Regions from separate parts of the Zea mays genome. Here region 1 is linked to region 2. Evidence: chromatin contacts called from public Hi-C data. All regions are on one chromosome and are shown on one strand. The core of a region is the stretch at or near the end of the contact, and the rest is flanking DNA. Distances in the headings are between cores, read along the strand shown.

What was found. A called contact is a pair of places that touch in the nucleus more often than the background predicts.
Region 1: a Hi-C map of tassel shows a contact between it and region 2, with 2.5 times the contacts expected there. The contact joins the promoter of LOC103635529 here to the promoter of LOC103635523 in region 2. A contact is called at or near these places in 3 of 25 Hi-C or Micro-C datasets (ear, leaf and tassel).

What each region holds. Positions count from the first base shown.
Region 1 is chr8:89,457,297-89,461,850 of Zm-B73-REFERENCE-NAM-5.0, reverse strand. LOC103635529 (DUF21 domain-containing protein At4g14240) reads right to left here and starts at 1,868. Exons shown (of 13, transcript XM_008657959.1): 1 at 1,285-1,868; 2 at 296-372. The coding sequence starts at 1,591. LOC118473117 (a long non-coding RNA gene) reads left to right here. Exons shown (of 3, transcript XR_004851988.1): 3 at 13-289.
Region 2 is chr8:89,299,384-89,303,451 of Zm-B73-REFERENCE-NAM-5.0, reverse strand. LOC103635523 (chaperone protein dnaJ 49) reads right to left here and starts at 1,362. Exons shown (of 4, transcript XR_557424.4): 1 at 1,223-1,362; 2 at 1-308.

The DNA of each region.
Region 1 (4,554 bases), core at 619-3,118, 160 kb before region 2:
TTGTGCTTGCAGCTGTCTGTAATCTGTGGTCTGCCACAACATTATGTAAAGGTTTGCCTCGTTTCCTTTAAAAACGAGATCGTTGAGGTGTGGCTCAGTCATACCATAATCAATGAAATTCAGGTGGGGATTCTCTCCCCACCGTTGTCAGTTAAAAAATGTTGATGCTAGGATAATTCATTAGAAGCTTCAAACAAAAATTCTGATATTACCATACATTCTTTTAGCAAATGAATACACTTCTAGAGTACAAAATAGTGTGATAATTGATATGATTGTAATCTAAATACTCTACCTCCATGGCAACAGCATTACACAACAACAGGGTGACAAGAAGCTGGTGTTGCCTTTGAACAACCGGAAGGATGGCAGCTGCAGCAAACAAGGCAAATATTAACAAAACATGAGGGGCAGCAGAACCATCAGTCAAAGGGAAAATACAACAATTGAGCTGGTCTTCAACAGGGCAACAGCAATAAACTGCTGTTAACTAAAGAGGGATGCTAAAAGAGGCAACGTGTAGCCAGTCAAAGTGACCAAGCAGAATTATTGCCAGAGATGCTGAAAGAGGCAGTGTATAGGCACTCAAAGTAACTAAGCAGAATTGCTGCCATATTAAAATTTAACATTGCTACCATATGCATTTGATGAACTGATAAAGATCTGAGGTGTCCAGATATGCCATTTCCTTCAGTAATAGAGCAGCTCTGAAGATTATCAGGTAAGACAAAACCAAAAGTGCATGCTACCCTAGTAAACAAACATGGTAGATCCAGGAAACTCCAGAGTGATCACTTTTTATGATTGTCCATTGCATACTACTTCCACTTCCACTTGTCTGATGTGTCATTGCATATATCACCAGTACGAGGTGAACCTTAGAAAAGAATGAATCCCATCCACACTGCTTTTTCTTATTCCTGACTATAACCTTTTTGGATCGTTCTACTTTCCTTTCCAAACACTTCTGCATGTAAATAATATGTCAATATTACCATCACATTTTATCCTCACTGTCATTACCGCTACCTACAAAATATAGTAGACTTCCGATAGGTGCCAGAAAAAAATCACCGCATACACCAGAGACGCTCTAATGTTCAAAATTGCAGAGAAACTTGAGAATACCATAGAGTATATGACGCTCTAATCTCCATTCCCTAATGTAACAACTAACAAGCCACAACAGTGTGATCCCCAGTCCCCACTACCAATATAACAAACCCGCTCATAACCAGATCGAGCACAACGAGAGCAGGGAATGGATAGGGGTTCGGATCGGACCAGCCTGAGCCTTTTCGACGTCGGTGCCGCTGCGTTGGAGGATCTCCAGCTCGACGAGGCCGAGCGACATGAGTCCAAGTGTGAGCCCGGACATGATCCCTGCGAAGAGCACGAGAAAGCAGGAGATGCCCGCGTACGCCCACCACTCCAGAGACCCGAAGGCCGTGTCCTCCCCCTGCACGATCAATGCCATCGCACCCACTCCCGCCGCCGCGGCTGCGCTAGACGCCGGCCGCGCCGTCGCCGCCACCACACGCACCGCCGCGGCCAGGCTCACCGCCCGCGCCTTCCCAGCCGCCGCCGCCATCGCCCACGGCTGACGAGGCTGAAACAGAGCCCGCCTCCCACGGCCCGATGCGTGGGCACCCAATAATCAATAAAGCAGGTCCAGCTCCAGCCGTCCAGGAAGGGAGGAAGAGGACAAGATGGCGCAGACCGCGGTCGATCGGACTCGGGGCTGGCGGTCGATCGGACGGCTAGGGGGTTGCCATTCCGAGTTTGGACGCAATCGTGCTCGCAATGGCACAGCTGCGTTCGAGTTTACGAAAGAGGCATGGGAAAAGTAGGCTTTTATGATGGCTTAGATTCATAAAAATGATGTGTCCGCGACAATGCATTGGTTAAACATTAAAAAGTGACGGACTCTGTCTTTAGAACTCAAACGATATGTGTCCCCGCGATTAGATTATCTCTAACGATTATTCTTACGTTGTATGTTGTTATTCGTCTAATCGTATGATATTTGTGAGCTATCGCCTATAAACAGGTTCAGACCTCTCCTATATATACGAAGGAGTACGATCGATTGAAAACTCACGAACACATTTGAATCGAACCAATTATTTTCTTTGTTATTATTGTCTTATTAGTAGATGTAATATAGTACTAGTTATAGTTTTCCGCATATCAACCTTCACTCATATTCGACTCTACATCGTCAAGATCTGTCTTGTGTGGTATGTCGACACCAAGACGACTCTAGGATCTTACCTCTCCTAGGTGCAAGATCTGGTTGTCAATCCAAGAGACTCTTTATCGAGTTGATCTCTTAATTTTTAGGCGACTCTATGTCGTTTGTGGATGTCTCGGGTGACCTACTGTCACACCCGACTTTGAAAGTTAAACCGAATACGAATCATATACGTGACAAGATCAGAAATTCACGTACACAGCGATTACATAACTGGACATCATCACACAATGCTCAAATAATAGCGTAAAGAAGTATTGTTTTATTACATCATGATGTCTGAAACATCCATATAGTCATTAACTTAAACAGAAATCAAAGTGCTAAATGAAACGTAGTAGAGATAAGATCTTCACAGGCAGTTGACTGGGGGTTTGCCGCTAGTCTAGTCTAGAACTCCTCAAAGTCCTGAAACTCCTAAAATCCTGTGTGTTGCCTTCATCTTCTCCTGAGCAATGGTTACAATGTGGACAACCTTGTGTTTGGTATTTAAGTAAGGGTGAGTACATAACAATGTACTGAGCAAATGTCTCATTTGGTTGAAGAGGACTAGCTGTATGTGGAGATTAGCTCAAAGAAGTTGCTTTTAATTGGTCAGGTATTTAGGTATTTATCATTAGTAGAAGTCAAGTTTAATCATAGAACCCAAGTTGATATCCCAAAAGAATGCACCTCCTCAAAGAGGAAAGTACCATAAATTATAAGTATAGCCATCATCACTAAACCATCAACATAAATGTGTCTAGAGTATCTCTAATCAAAGAGAATCTCAAGGCTGCTCTTAGCTGTGAGCACGGCTGGCATACCAGTTTCTAACCCTCTGTAGAGGTCACACACTTTACCCATGAGTCGTGATCCCTTTCCAGGCTAGGGTTGCAAGACCCGATCTTCACTACCGAGGTGAATGGCTAGGGACTCGCTACGTAGCCTTTACAAAGATTCTCTCGGTGTGTAGCCGCCCGTTAGGTTTTGCTAGTTATACAAACACAGTACTCCTCCCTAAGGCGGGTGACTAACAAAACCAAATCGAATGAATCTCGACAACCACCCTTAACAGAGCAACCATTATGCCCCAGCCCCCATTGATGGCACAACGGCGAAGCAAACTACACCCCTAGATTCCTCCAATTAATAAGCTAAGGGTGTCCCATACCACGCTCATGGTTGTACTTTTGTCTCGGGTGGTCTATCAACGAACAGATCCTTACGGAAGAGGTACTCGGAAAATAGCACGAGCCCCCTAAAATGCCACAAGCTCATAATCATAATCAGAATGAATCATCGTATCATAAATTAATTCTCATCATGTTCGTTGATTAAAGTAAAGCACTGGCATGTAGCTGATCATAATAGCCCAACCCAAAAAGGTAATAAAGCACATGATAAATAGAAAGCTAGTCAATCATTAGGTTGACCATAGTATGCGGGACATTGAATTATAAAGTAAATACGACATAATAGTTCAGAGGACACTTGCCTCCACCAAGCAGATGTTGCTTTCTCCTGCAACTTTCTCGGACTTCACGGACGGAACGTTATCTAGGCGAGTGCGAACATACATTCAACATTTTTGAAATAGAAAGGAACAACAAACTATACAAGGAAAAATATTATAAAAACAAGCAATGCGAAATAGAGCTCGCTTCTACGGTCACACGAGAAAAAGAAACGTCGAGATCAAAGCTACGATTGAGAAGTTATCATGTTTACGTTATACGAATATGAACTAAAACATTTAATTTGACATTTATCAAATGTAAACTAGAGCTGTTACCTAGTTTTGATTAATCTTCTACACTAACAGCTCTCGATCCAATAAGTAATCTCTACTTCTCTACTATACTTTAAGCACCAGTTTCAACGGTCATCCCGCGTCATCTTTTTACAAATAATCCCTCACAGCTATTTCAAATTAACCCGTTGCACGCCCATCCGGTCCGCGCAACCAACATCCACGTCCCAAAACACACCTTCACATATCGATGGCCAAACGGCGGCCCGGCACGGGCCAGACGCCCGTGGCCCAGGCACGTCATGCTGTCCTGCTGATTGTGTCAGGCCGACTCGTTAGCCCGTCGACCCATTTGATTAAATCAGCGTAAAATGTTAAAAAACGATGCAGGAGGTGGGGTTCAAACTCATGCCCTGATGGGAAAAGGGCAGGAGACGGTGAAGCTGTCTAACCACTAGAACATCATGCTTAAATGTTTTTAATATTGAATATAAATTGTATATATGTTGATACATTTTTTGTAAAATAAAAAAATATAATCGTGTTGGGCTAGGCCAGCACTACGGGC
Region 2 (4,068 bases), core at 113-2,612:
TCAACATTTAAAGGACCAACAGATTCTTTTGTTGTTTTTGGGTATAAAAGAGCTTGTCCTCTTTCAGTCTTGTCTTTGCAAGTAGAAATATTCAGGATGCCAACCTTCTCAACTGGGCTCAGCAAATCATCAAGTGGAAGACCAGGGTCCAATCTTTGAGCAATTTTAATTAATTTTTCTGCGCGCTGCCTATCCCCAGATGCAAATGCAGATTTTGCAAGCTTGACAGATCTCAATGCCTCATCTTTGTTCCCATCCATGAGTCCAATCAGCTCTGGTGAAATAGGTTGAAACCTCAAACTGATGACCTGTGAAACAAGAATACTGGATTAACAAAACAAAGCAAACTATCATGTAATAAAACTGGCTAACAAACACCAATTTCCATGAGATGAAGTGAAGTGATATCTAAATCTCAGCTTAGAAATCTAGTAGTCATAAACAAGTTGTAGGCAAAGAGTACAAAAACATCACAGGAATTTCACAGAAATCGGTTCATTTCACAGGAAAAAAGCAAGGAACACGAAAATTTCTGGCGTTCCAAAGGGGGGCTAAATATTAGACGGATCCTCTATAGCCACATGAGTTATGCATGTCATAAACAAAACAGAACTACCGCCTGATCAATTCAGAACTACACCAACAAGGAGACACCTTGAGCTCTTCGAATGGAGTTCACTGCCTTTTGAAAGAGACGGTGAAGAATTTAAACTTCTTTACCAGTTGTAAGTAATTAGAACGTAAAATACCCAACAAGCCTAGAAGACCTGAACTCACAAGAAATATATGGATTTGGTGGAATGTATCATGGAAGCAACAAACATGAAAAATAAAATATTATAACTATCACAAAAAAAGAAGTTACTTCTGTTTCATCAACTCCCATGAAATCAACATCTAGTGATCTACATGGATGAAGATTTCAACATTTCCAACTGTGGATGTCCGACCCACACACGACTCCCAAGCAACAACATAAACAGCTCCTATCCACGCAGACAGATCTCACCCTGACACCAACTCGGCCCTCCGCATCATCTAAACAGGAAAACAACATGCAAGAAACAGGCGATGCCATCATAAACAATCCTTTCCTAAACCTCGATGTGTCGTGACACCTCGAACTCGAAAGGGGAACCGGGCGCGTTGACCGAATTCTAAGAGGAAACTTCCAAATTTGAAAGCTGGGGCTGATTGAGACCGGTGGATCGGAGGGGCTCACCGGATGAGAGCGAGGGGAGGCGACGCGAGGAAGACCACACCCCCGCTAGGCCGCCACCGGAGAGGGGAACAAAAATGGAGTAGACTGCACGGATATGGCGCTGCATTTTCTGCTAAGCCCCTCGGCTTTTCCATATTTTAGAATCGGGAGTGGGCCTTTTCGAGATTAGACAGTAGACACTACAACCACAACGGACCGTGCAACAAATCGTAGACCGCCAAATTTTTAAAACGGGATTAAAAAATCGCAAAACATGTCACGTATTACTAAAAACTAGAAGTGACCGTGCGTTGCTACGATTTTTATATATCATATAGATAAATTTTACTTAATTGGATTAATTGTAGAAACTAGTCAATTGACCGTGCGTTGCTACGATTTTTAAATATTATATCGATAAATCTTATTTAATTGGATTAATTGAAGGAACACATTTCAAACATTTACAATAATACATAGTGGTTTGAGCCAATAAAAAATGGCTGTTGTTGGGGGCCTTCGGCTTCCGAAGGTCCTCAAAAGTATGATTTAACAATGTTTTTGGAGTAAAGTACATTAACAGGTATCTTCGGACTTGGATCAGAGCCACGGTAGGACGAAGCACAAGGAACACGAAGGTTTACGCAGAGCCGAAGCTGTGTGTAGAAGAGCTTCGGGAGAACGGCAGGAAAAGAAACCGACTTAAAGATGAAAAACCAGATTAAACCTCGAAAAATTATTATAGAGTTATTGATAAATGTAAAGGGCATTAATGTAATTTTGCATGGGCTGCGACCCGTGCCTATAAATAGGCGAACAGTATCCCCGTACTGTTCACGCTGATTTGACATTGGCTTTTGCGTCACACTTGTACTTTTACCTTCTCGCGATCCGAAGGTACATTTGTAATTTGACATCATTTCTATTCCGTCATCATAATAAAATAGAAATGAGTTGTCAATAATTCATAACCGTTCATGTTAACTTATATGATTCATATGATCTCTTCTTCATTATTATATTTTATGCTGATGAAGGTACGTCCTTCATAACCTTCGTCCGAAAATCATTATATCCTTAGGGAAATAATGCTTCGAAGGGCGAAGGATATTGACATTTAACATTTTATGTTGCCTTGTTCTTAATTCATAGCATTTGAGAACAAGTCCCCAACAGCTGCACATCACAAATGAAGCGAAGCAGCACGTTTAGATACTAACGGTTTCTTGGTGGGCATTCGAGCTAGCTGTGTATTCGCTAGTGAGTTACTTTTCCACAAAGGTAAAGAAAAAAAGAAATACAATATCATAAGTCTCTCAACAAAGGCAAAACCAACAGTACAACACGACATTTAAATGAGCTCAACAAAATGTTCAAAGATAAGACAAATTTAGAAAAATGTTTAGCAGAGAATAGTACTAATATTTTACAGAACGATATATGAAACCTCCTGTCGTGTGCAGTTTGCAGGTAAGTCATCAATATAAATAGTGCTTGATGCATCCGACGGAAGAGGAGGCTTGGATCTACCACCATATGTCATCCATATGTTGTCTATACCAACAACACCCATCATACGTCGGTCATCAACATCATTAGACATCTATACCAGCACCCATCCCTACAACCAATCCGGCACCCATCCCTGCAGCCCTAGTGTCATTAGCACCAACATAGGCCATCTATGAATTTATCATACAGATAAAACACAAGTCAATGACTTTGTGCCCTAGCAAAAAAACAGCAATACAATAGGAAAATTGTTTGTACCCCATTGTGCAATCCTGTCCTGCAAGTTTCATGTGGATAGTATCATGTCATGTCTTGCACATCAAACACAACTGCAAAAATGGAAGAAGAAATCAAAGATTACCACCAAGCCTAACCTCCAACTATCGCATACAATGCGTAGACAAAATGATAGTTAATACCTCATCAAAGAATAGAGTGTCAACAAATGTATTTTTACTTAAGTTACTTACACAAGAAAGCTAATTATGTTGCGATTCCCAACTATCAGACTCGAATTTCTGAACTACCAAGTGGACAACTTTGTTTCTAGAATTTCGATTTGAACAAATAATACATTATACTCTAGATATGTAGGGTGCTACGGGTACGGAGCTGAGAGCACCTTGAGGGGGTGAATAGATAATCCTGCAAAAATCAACTCTAAACAGGACAAACTCGATTTATCCACTGAGATGAGTGCCAAAAGTTCAAATTGAACCCATTGAGATGTCACACACACGTGTAACGTATGACATAGAACCCACTGAGATGAGTGCCGGAAGTTTAAATTGCAAGCGAATACACTTCATTTACATTGAATATGTGTGTCCAATAAGTTCAAATTGCTCTTCTATATTCATTGCAACAATGTGAGGAACATAATTAATTAATGAATTAATTATATCAAATATTATCTTGTGTAAAAATCCAATGAATATAGAGGAGTCGTAGTTTTATTTATCTCATGTTTGATCCTCGTGGCTAATTGTTTACCAGTGGCTAACAATTAGTCAACAAATAAGTAGCTGACAAACAAGCTAAAGTATGTTTGGAGTCTTGGCTAATAGATGTTGTTTCCTCTTTTAATGATCTATTGGCATCTATTAGGGCGGCCAAATAGCTAATAGGTAAGCAATTTGACAATTATGTGGCTAACAATTAGTCAATTTATTAGTCAGTTCGTTTGGAGTCTAAGATATTAATATTAGGCAGCAAACTATTTATCAAACCTTTATTGAGCATTTGTATGAAGAGTTCAATATGCTTTCCTTTCTTCGTAAGACATAAACGTTAAACGGTCAGAATGCATTCACTCAGGATACCAACGATCGATATGTCAATCAAACTTGTGGCCA